Linked DNA regions of Mus musculus: regions 1 and 2 are each linked to region 3. Evidence: chromatin contacts called from public promoter capture Hi-C data. All regions are on one chromosome and are shown on one strand. Each heading gives the region's core, a stretch centred on a gene start, on an enhancer-like site or on the middle of the called end of the contact. The rest is flanking DNA. Distances are from core to core; before and after follow the strand shown.

Region 1 (2,700 bases), core at 185-2,684, 260 kb after region 3:
CACTCTTCCCCCTGGCCTCCGAACACTGCAAGCAGAGAAGTGCCCGCACCAGGCTTCCTAAACACAAGAGTAGCGGGACTGGGACTCGGGAGCTGGCCTTCCTCACTGAACACTCAATATTCAAGGAACCCCAGATGCCTACAACGAAGATGAAACTTAACATCCCTATTCTGAAAATGTGTCCAAGCCGTGCCTCAAGAAACTAACTCACTGTTCATCCCTGTCCATCTATAGGTGCCCTGCCTGCAGCATGTGCATGATGCCACCCAACTGCCCCTAGTGGGAGTAAAGGACAGCTTACATAGGAAAGCCATTCTCAGATGACTGAAGAACACCACACTAATGTGATGCACATGGAGGCTGTTAACCTAACTAGCTGCTGCTTGTTCACAAACTCGCAGCCGCACAAGGAACAAGCAGTTAGTTCACTTAACTCAGTTCCCAACGCAGGTTAGGTTATAGGCCTGTTTTAACCATCAAGAAACTGGGGTTCAGAAAAAGTTAAGCAATTACCCTAAAAGTCCATAGCACGAAGAGCAAACTTGAAGCCACACCTGTGTGCCTTCAAATCTTACGCACTAAATAGCAGCGACACAGAGCTGTCTGGGCGGCAGAGGAAAGGGCCTCTATCGGCAGTTCTCCAGAGGGCCCGCGTTCTCCAGAACCAGGAGGCCTGGTTTGCTCTCATTATCACTAAGCTCGCACCGGGGCCCGAGGACGCCTGGAACCCACCAGCTTCGTCTGTACCGTCGTCGCCTGTGTCCCCGCAGGAGCGTGTCATCGAGCCCCAGCTGAGCTGAGCAGCCGCCCCGTCAGCGCTCGTTCCGCCGCTGCGAGAAGGGCGACCCCGAGTCCGACCGCTTCCACAGCCGCCGCCCGAACCCCCGCGCTGCCGAGCTATTCCGGGAGACAGGAAGCGGCCGAGGCGGTCCCGCTTCATGGTGGTAGGCGACACTCGCTCCCTGCTCCGCGCTGCTCGGTGTGGCTCGGCCCCCTGACTTCTTGCTAGAGCGGACTTAACTTGGCACACTCCGTGCCGTTCCGCTACTCTCCGCCGCGCTGCCCCGCTCCGCTCGGCTCCCCGAGATCGGAGCCGGAGGAAGCGAGGGCTGCAAGGAAGCGAGGAGCGGTCTGGGGAGCCACAGCGGCCGCGGCGGGGTCAGGAGCCCGGAGTTCTTCGGGTCTCTCGGAACTCGCGACAGGCCCTTAAAGGAGGGGCAGCCCGGAGGGTGAACGGCCGCGGACTGCCGCCCGGGCGGTGGCGCACAACAGAAACCCTTCAGAGCAGTAGCTCTCCCCGCCAGCCTTCCCGTCCGCGCTCGCAGCAAGTTGGCCGGAGGAGGTGACAAGAGCCACTGACCCCTCCGGTCCCCTAAACCCAAGTCTGCGCGGCGGGGCGGGGCGCGGCGGGGCGGGGCAAGGCCGGCGGAAGTGTGTCCGGGTCCCCTTCCGGCGGTGCGCAGCTCCTGCGCCTCCCTCAGCTCCGCGCTCCGCGTTCCGGTCTGGAGGCGTCCGCCCCGTCCCGCCCCTGCCGCCGCGGCCTCCCGCTCCCCGCCCCCGCCCAGCGCCATGGCCGCTGCGGCCGGGGACGGCGGGGCGAAGCCACTGCAGAGCGCCATGAAACTGGCCAACAAGGCCATCGAGCTAGACACCGGCAACCGGCCCCGGGTGAGGCTGGGAGGGTCGCGGAAGCAGCTCTGGGAGGCCCTTTGCCCCTGGTGGGTGGGCGAGGGCGGGCGTGTAGAGGGATTCGGCGCTCCCGATGCGCGCGGCGGCGGCGGCGGCTCTGGGACCGCGCCCGGAGACCCGGGGCCCGGAGGCTAAGGGCGCCGAGCTCTGCGGGGACCTGGAACAGCTCAGCTCGCACTGGGCCTAGATTTACCTGTGTGATGAGGCGGTGTGACATAAGGAGGAGGTTCTGTTTGCAAAGGACCTACATCCAAGATGTAGATGACAGATGTGTGTGTGTGTGTGTGTGTGTGTGTGTGTGTGTGTATTCTTGACAGAGTCTGTGTAGAGTTAATCTAGAAAAGACCCGACTGTTGGCTCATTCAGGATGCTGCTGCTGTCTGCAGTTGCCTTCAAAGGTCATTTGTAAAGAAACCCAGGCACAAAAGGGGTGTGGCCTGTCACTGAGAATAACTGCTAATTAAAAGGATGGCAACAAGGTAGAAAAGCCGGCTGGGCCACCCAGAGCTTCCATAGGACAGGACGAATCACTGGTTGTCCAGTGCCCCAACTTAGTTTTCTAGGGCACCCTCACAAGACCAGAATCCTACCTGAAACCCATTTTATCTGAAGTGCTGAGCTAATTAAAGTTGGGTAATTTTGACAACGAGTAAAACGAAACACATACAGACCAGAGTGCGTTCTGTCTTGAGCTGTCACAGAGCCCAGAGCAGAGGGGTCACACAGCTGAAACCTGCAGCTCGGTGCTCTGGGCTCCTTTGAGCAGAGGGAATTATTCTGGAGTCTGTAGAATGTTATTTCTTCACCTAAGCCAAAACTTGAGATTGACAGATGAGCCCTTATCCTCTCCTCAGATTTCAGGAAGTGCTTTTCATGAGACATGGAAAGACTGCTAGTCTTTGAGTTGCACAGGAAGAGAACTTTGTCACACAGAGTGGAAACCCTTATTGCTGCTCAGGCAGCTCTGTGGAGCCTCCTGACTGAAGCTCAGCTCCTTCATGTGGTGGATAG
Region 2 (2,700 bases), core at 65-2,564, 290 kb before region 3:
CCATGGCACTCGTACACCGAGTAGAGCCTTCCAGGCCAGACCCTGGCCCCACCCTGTGGCAGGAAGGAAGCAGGGGCACAAACTGCAGATAACCTGACAGATCGTCATGCTTTTCCGTGCGAGTCCCTCCTTCGGACGACGAGCACAGACCACGTCAAAGTTTCAAGTCTCGTGAGGGACTGGCAGGCACAGGCCAACCATACATAGTAGTGGTTGTTTATTCTTGCCTCGACTGGGGGAGGGGGAGCACCCAGCACGTGCATTGAGAATGGCTGGGTGCTGCAGGAGAAAAAAAGATGAAAAAATCATGTCTCCATATCCAAGGCCTGTGGTCATCAGAGGACCATATATTTGTATTTATAAAGGTAATATAATGCAACCATATCTGGAGGGGAGGACGGGAGGAGAGAGGGAGGGAGGGAAAATACACGAGGCCAGGGGTCTACAGAAAAGAGACAGCATTCATCCACTTAAAACTCATTATAATCTCAATGCAAAGAAAGGAATTCCAACACCCCCACCCCACCCTCCCGAGGCCCACAACCCTGCCCCTAGAGACACAAAACGCAGGCGTGGCCCTGAGCCTTCATCCCTGCGGTTGGTGCTGCAGGGAGGAGGACAAGAATCGACGACAAATTGGCTCCTGCAACCCTGAGAGATTTAAACAATCCAAGGAGGAAAATGTAGAGTGAAACCAGGGTCAAAGCGGGAGGGAACTTGGTAGAATCACAGCAGGGGGCACCTGCTGGCCAGAGAGTCCAGACCAGCGCCTGATACCCCTAGAGCCTCAAGATTCCAGCCTAGCCTGAAACACCCAGACATTCTCAAGTTCCAGCTCGACCTTGACACCCCAAGAATATCAGGATCCCTCCCAGCCGCTGACACTTTAGGATTCTCAGTGTCTCCACCTGGCTCCTAACACCCAGATTCTCAGGATCCCAGCTGCTGACATTACTAGGATCCCAAGCCAACCCTAAACCACCCAAGACTCTAAATATCTCTGCCTGGTTCCTGACACCGCGAGGTTTGCAGGATATCTCGATATTCTAGACACCGGCTCTGGAGACCCTGACCCCGGCCCCCAACATTCCGGGACCCCAAGGCCTGCCCCTCTAAACACGTACGCAAACCCGCGCGTCTTACCGTAAGTCTCGGACATGGCGGTCTGCGCCATTCTGCCGCCACAGCTCCGCGGGGTCCGTCCTCCAGTCTCCGCAGAGCGAGAGGAACCGAGCGTGGAGAGCCGGGAACGGGCCCACGGCGAGCCGGCCACCGGCTGCGGCCCAGCGGGACTCGGCTCCGCGTCTGCGCACCGCCGCCCGGCGAAGGAGCCCGGCGGAGCAGGGGGAGGGGCGGGGTCGCAGGAGGAAGGAGGAGCGGGGCTGGGGAAGGGGAGGAGGGAGGGCAAGAGAAATGGTTGGAGGCTCCTAGTTGGAGGAGGAGGTGAAGGCAAAGGAGGATGAAGGAGGGGACCAGGAAGGAGGGAGGGCGGGACTAGGGAGGGGGCGCCTGCGCCCGTAGATCCTCCCAGATGGCTTAGCAGTACAGACTCAGCCTTTCTTAAGAGTGACCTGCCAGGCTAGGGTGGACAGGAGGCCGCCCGAGGGCTTGTTTTGACAGAAAGGGGGTTCACTAGCAGAAAGCCACGCAGGTGTGTTTGGTCACCAGAACTCTCCTGCTCACCACGTTAGTGGGCAGAGCAGTGCTGCTTGGCTCTTACTGCAGGCTAATTTCGAAGGTGTGTTCGGTTAATGAAGCAATACAGGTCAGAACCTACCCCTTCCTCCGAGGAAAAGGGTTGGGACATTTATTGAAAGGCAAATTGGGGTCGGGAGTTTGACCCACCTGAGCAAACCGGGGCCTAAGTAAGATCCTGCCTTCTTCACAGCAGCAGATGCCTGGGCTGTGGGAAGCCTACCGTGTACCTTTAACCTCCGCTGTCAGGCTCTACCACGGGTCAGACATTCTCTCCTGCCTCCGTGCTGCCTGTCCTAATATTTCATTATTGTGCTTTATGACAGAAAATTAAGGAGATGTGGGAAGGGAAAGAAGCCCCCGCCCCCATCCCGTAATCTTGTTGAAGTCTCTTGCTGGCACAGCATGCAAAGTTTGCTGTTGAGATTGTCTACCATCGTGTCGCTTGCCTATAATCCCAGCATTCAGGAGGCATAGGCAGGGTTGTTTCAAGTTGAAGGCCTATCTGGGCTACACAGCAAGGAGGGAAAACAAAGATGATAGAGACACAACTCAAAAAAATATATAAGTAAATATATTTTAAAATAACAGGAGTGACTGCCTGAATAATTCATTTGATATAGAGATATTTCATATACGAATGTGAAAATAGCCCAGCAGTGGTAGTGCAAGTCTTTGATCCCAGCACTGGGGAGGCAGAGGCAGGTGGACCTCTGTGAGTTCGAGGCTAGCCTGATCTAGCCTGTCTCCAAAAAAAAAAAACAAAAGGAAAAAAAAAAAAGAAAGAATGTTAAAATAGGAAGGAACTGCGCTGAAGGCCTGAGAGTGTGCGACCTTTGAGCTCAGCTTTCTTTCCCAGATGCAAATCTGTAATGTTCTGAGTCACCCACAAACACGATTACATTCAAAGCACATGCATGGTAGCACGGGCCTTTAACTCCAGATCTCAGAAGGCAAGAGACAAGCAGAGCTGAGTTCGAGGCCAGTCTGGACTGCATTCTGAGT
Region 3 (2,700 bases), core at 26-2,525:
CCCTCTTCTGGTGTGTTGGAGGACAGCAGCAGTGTACTCACATATATAAAACAAATCTTACATTAAAAAAAAAAAAAGAAAAACTTATGGGGGGGTGGAGAAGGGGTGTTTTGGGAAAGGCAGCATTTGAGGAGGTAGTGTGGAAACCTAAAAGATAAAAAGAAAAACTTATCTGGGCTTTAAAAAGGAGGGATACACACACACACACACCCGCCCCACCCCACAAGTATACTGGCAACCACGCTTCATAGCCACCACAGAGACACAGAAGACCCTCATCAGCAAGGACCGAGAATAAGCCTTTTGGAGAGACCTCACAGCAATGACCGAATCTGAGGCTTCCTGACTCGTGTCTGCCATTATGAACCCACTTCAGGGAACTCTGGTCTTGAGCACACCGCACACACTGTGTCTGTCTGCAGATGTTCCCAGCAGACACTGCTCACAGGGCCTGCTTTATTCTAGCAGCCTTGACAAGGCCATAAATGCTTGGCGGGAAGATTAAGCAGCAGTTAATATCGGCCATAGTTCCAGGCAGGCAGACGCAGGAAGATGCCACCCCACCAGCTAATGACCCATGCCCTAGCACATCTGCCAAGACACTGCACTACTGACAGCATCTATCTCCTGGGTGGGGCGGGGCATTATGTGAGAAAAATAAAGGAGACAGGGGGCTTCGGCCTTCTTCTTCTCAGGAGCCTGAGATACCCAAGGTGTGTATCCCTGGTCACTCCATGACACTCTGCCCTTGGTAGGGAGGCCTCCGGCCACATGGTACACGCTAGGTTTTCCACCTCCGAGTTCTCGGGGTTTCTCCTGTGCCGGATTCTGCGCCCTGTGGACACTTAATTGACCCCTGAGCCCTTAAGTACTGGTCCCAAGGATCTGACGGACTCAGCTTCTGATTTCTGGACGCCTTGCACACTGGACTCTCAGTCTAGCCAGTGTGATGATCATCCCAGAGAACCTGAATGCAGGCCCCGGCCTCCTGGCCTCCCCAACCGGGACCACACGGAAGAACTGCGCCCAGCTCTCCATTCTAGTAATCCAAAATTGCAGGCCCTCCCAGTCCCGGGGACCCGACCCTCTCCACATTTCTGCACGAAAGCCTCCCAGGTTCTCTGTGCACTGGACACTCCGAGCACAGGCCGACTCACCATGGTGCCAGCAGTCCAGCACTTCCACTAATCCGGGATGGGCGCTGGTCAGAGGAGGCTGCGCGGTCTCCTGGCAACTCCGACTAGATCCCGTGCTGGTTCTCAAATCCTCGCGAGACTATCCTCCAGTTCTCCCCTCCCACCCACCCCCGCCCTAAGGGACCTGGGCAACCGGGAGTGCGTCCCTAACAACGCGCCAGAAGAGCTAGTGTTGCCCTCGGTGTATTGCTGGTCTCTCTCCCACTACAACTTGGGCTACAGAAGAAACCTATTGTGGTTCCTCGGGTTCTCCAGAGTCTACATGGCGGGCGCTCACAAGGAGGAACGGATAAAGAGAAAAGTCTGAATGATTAATCTGCCTCCCAAGCCAAGTTCCCAAATTGGATGCAAATATTGAGCTAAGAGCCCGCTCCTGCGGCCCATCCACCTTGCCCTGCTTGTGAAAATTCCTTCCACATGCTGCTCTGATGAGACTGAACGTGTAAAGCTGGGCTTCCAGAAAGAAAAACGCTAAGGGTGTTATGCCTGCGACCACTGGGGAAGCTGAGAGGAAGACTGCATGCGTTGGAAGCTAGCCTGGGCTACATACCAAAAACCCTGTCTCAAAAAAAAAAAAAAAAAAAAAAAAAAAAAAAAGAAAAAAATGCTGGAGAGATGGCTCAGCGGGTAAGAGCACTGACTGCTCTTCTGAAGGTAGAACCACCCATAATGAGACCTGACGCCCTCTTCTGATGCGTCTGAAGTCAGCTACAGTGTATTTATTTATAATAATAAATAAGCGAGTTGATTGGAGTTGCTTGGAGCAGGGCTGCACCCTGCATAACAACCACATAAAGGCTCACAACCATCTGTACAGCTGCAGTGTATGCACATACATAAAAAGAAAGAGAAACAAAACAAAAGCAAAACAACAACAAAGTGGCTTAGCAGGACAGGGTAAAACAGAAACAGAAGGGACAGCAGGTTATGCTCCTCTGCCTGCTCTGAGGATGAAGATTCCACACCCATAAGTGGATGCAGCAGGAGAGAAAGATTGCTCAGTGGTGGGGATCTGAGGCTCCTAGCAATGAGACTCCCCTGTTTGCTAACCCAACCTCCCAGTGTCCCCTCTCCCAGATTCTTGAAGAATGGCCCGCTGGAAGAACAACACCGGATCCTTGTGAGCATTCTAACAGTGGCTTATTTGTAGTAAATCTTAACAAAAGTCCAACATAGCCGCCACGCTGTTTGCTGTCAGTGAACTTTAAGGCGAGCCCCACTCGCCTGGGAAACTCAAAAGCAGCACCTAGAAGCACCTGAGCACAGTTAGGTCAGCTGTCGAATGCTGTCAGCCGAGAGCTCAGATTGTCAGCCGGAACATACACAGGTGGACTCCGGGTAGCCTGTTTTTTACGGGAGCCTTCCAAGAAAGCTGGATTTCTTTCCTAAAGACCTAGCCTTGGGAGTTGCACTGTCTCACATCTCCCACACTCTACTAGCCAGTGCAGTCACAGGCTCCAACAGCACTGCAGCTAAAAGATCCTGATGGTACGGTTCTGGAAGA

Evidence for each region. Promoter capture Hi-C pulls out the DNA fragments that hold promoters and counts their contacts. Capture Hi-C pulls out chosen DNA fragments and counts their contacts.
Region 1: a promoter capture Hi-C map of adipose tissue shows a contact between it and region 3. The contact joins the promoter of Vps9d1 here to the promoter of Gas8 in region 3. A contact is called at or near these places in 2 of 39 promoter capture datasets (hematopoietic stem and progenitor cells and neural stem cells), 2 of 484 Hi-C or Micro-C datasets (both in embryonic stem cells), 1 of 115 datasets of contacts at active chromatin or transcription factors (embryonic stem cells) and 3 of 9 other capture datasets (adipose tissue, liver and pancreatic islet).
Region 2: a contact with region 3 is called in a promoter capture Hi-C map of hippocampal neurons, with 2.5 times the contacts expected there. The contact joins the promoter of Rab4a here to the promoter of Gas8 in region 3. A contact is called at or near these places in 2 of 39 promoter capture datasets (embryonic stem cells and hippocampal neurons).

What each region holds. Positions count from the first base shown.
Region 1 is chr8:123,252,956-123,255,655 of GRCm38.p6, reverse strand. It overlaps Vps9d1 (VPS9 domain containing 1), which reads left to right and starts at 1,434. Exons shown (of 15, transcript NM_028200.2): 1 at 1,434-1,668. The coding sequence starts at 1,570. Zfp276 (zinc finger protein (C2H2 type) 276) reads right to left here and starts at 1,461. Exons shown (of 11, transcript NM_020497.2): 1 at 733-1,461. The coding sequence starts at 940.
Region 2 is chr8:123,804,610-123,807,309 of GRCm38.p6, reverse strand. It overlaps Rab4a (RAB4A, member RAS oncogene family), which reads right to left and starts at 1,314. Exons shown (of 8, transcript NM_009003.3): 1 at 1,144-1,314. The coding sequence starts at 1,174.
Region 3 is chr8:123,517,410-123,520,109 of GRCm38.p6, reverse strand. Gas8 (growth arrest specific 8) reads right to left here and starts at 1,275. Exons shown (of 11, transcript NM_018855.2): 1 at 1,158-1,275. The coding sequence starts at 1,160. It also overlaps a transcript of Dbndd1 not described here.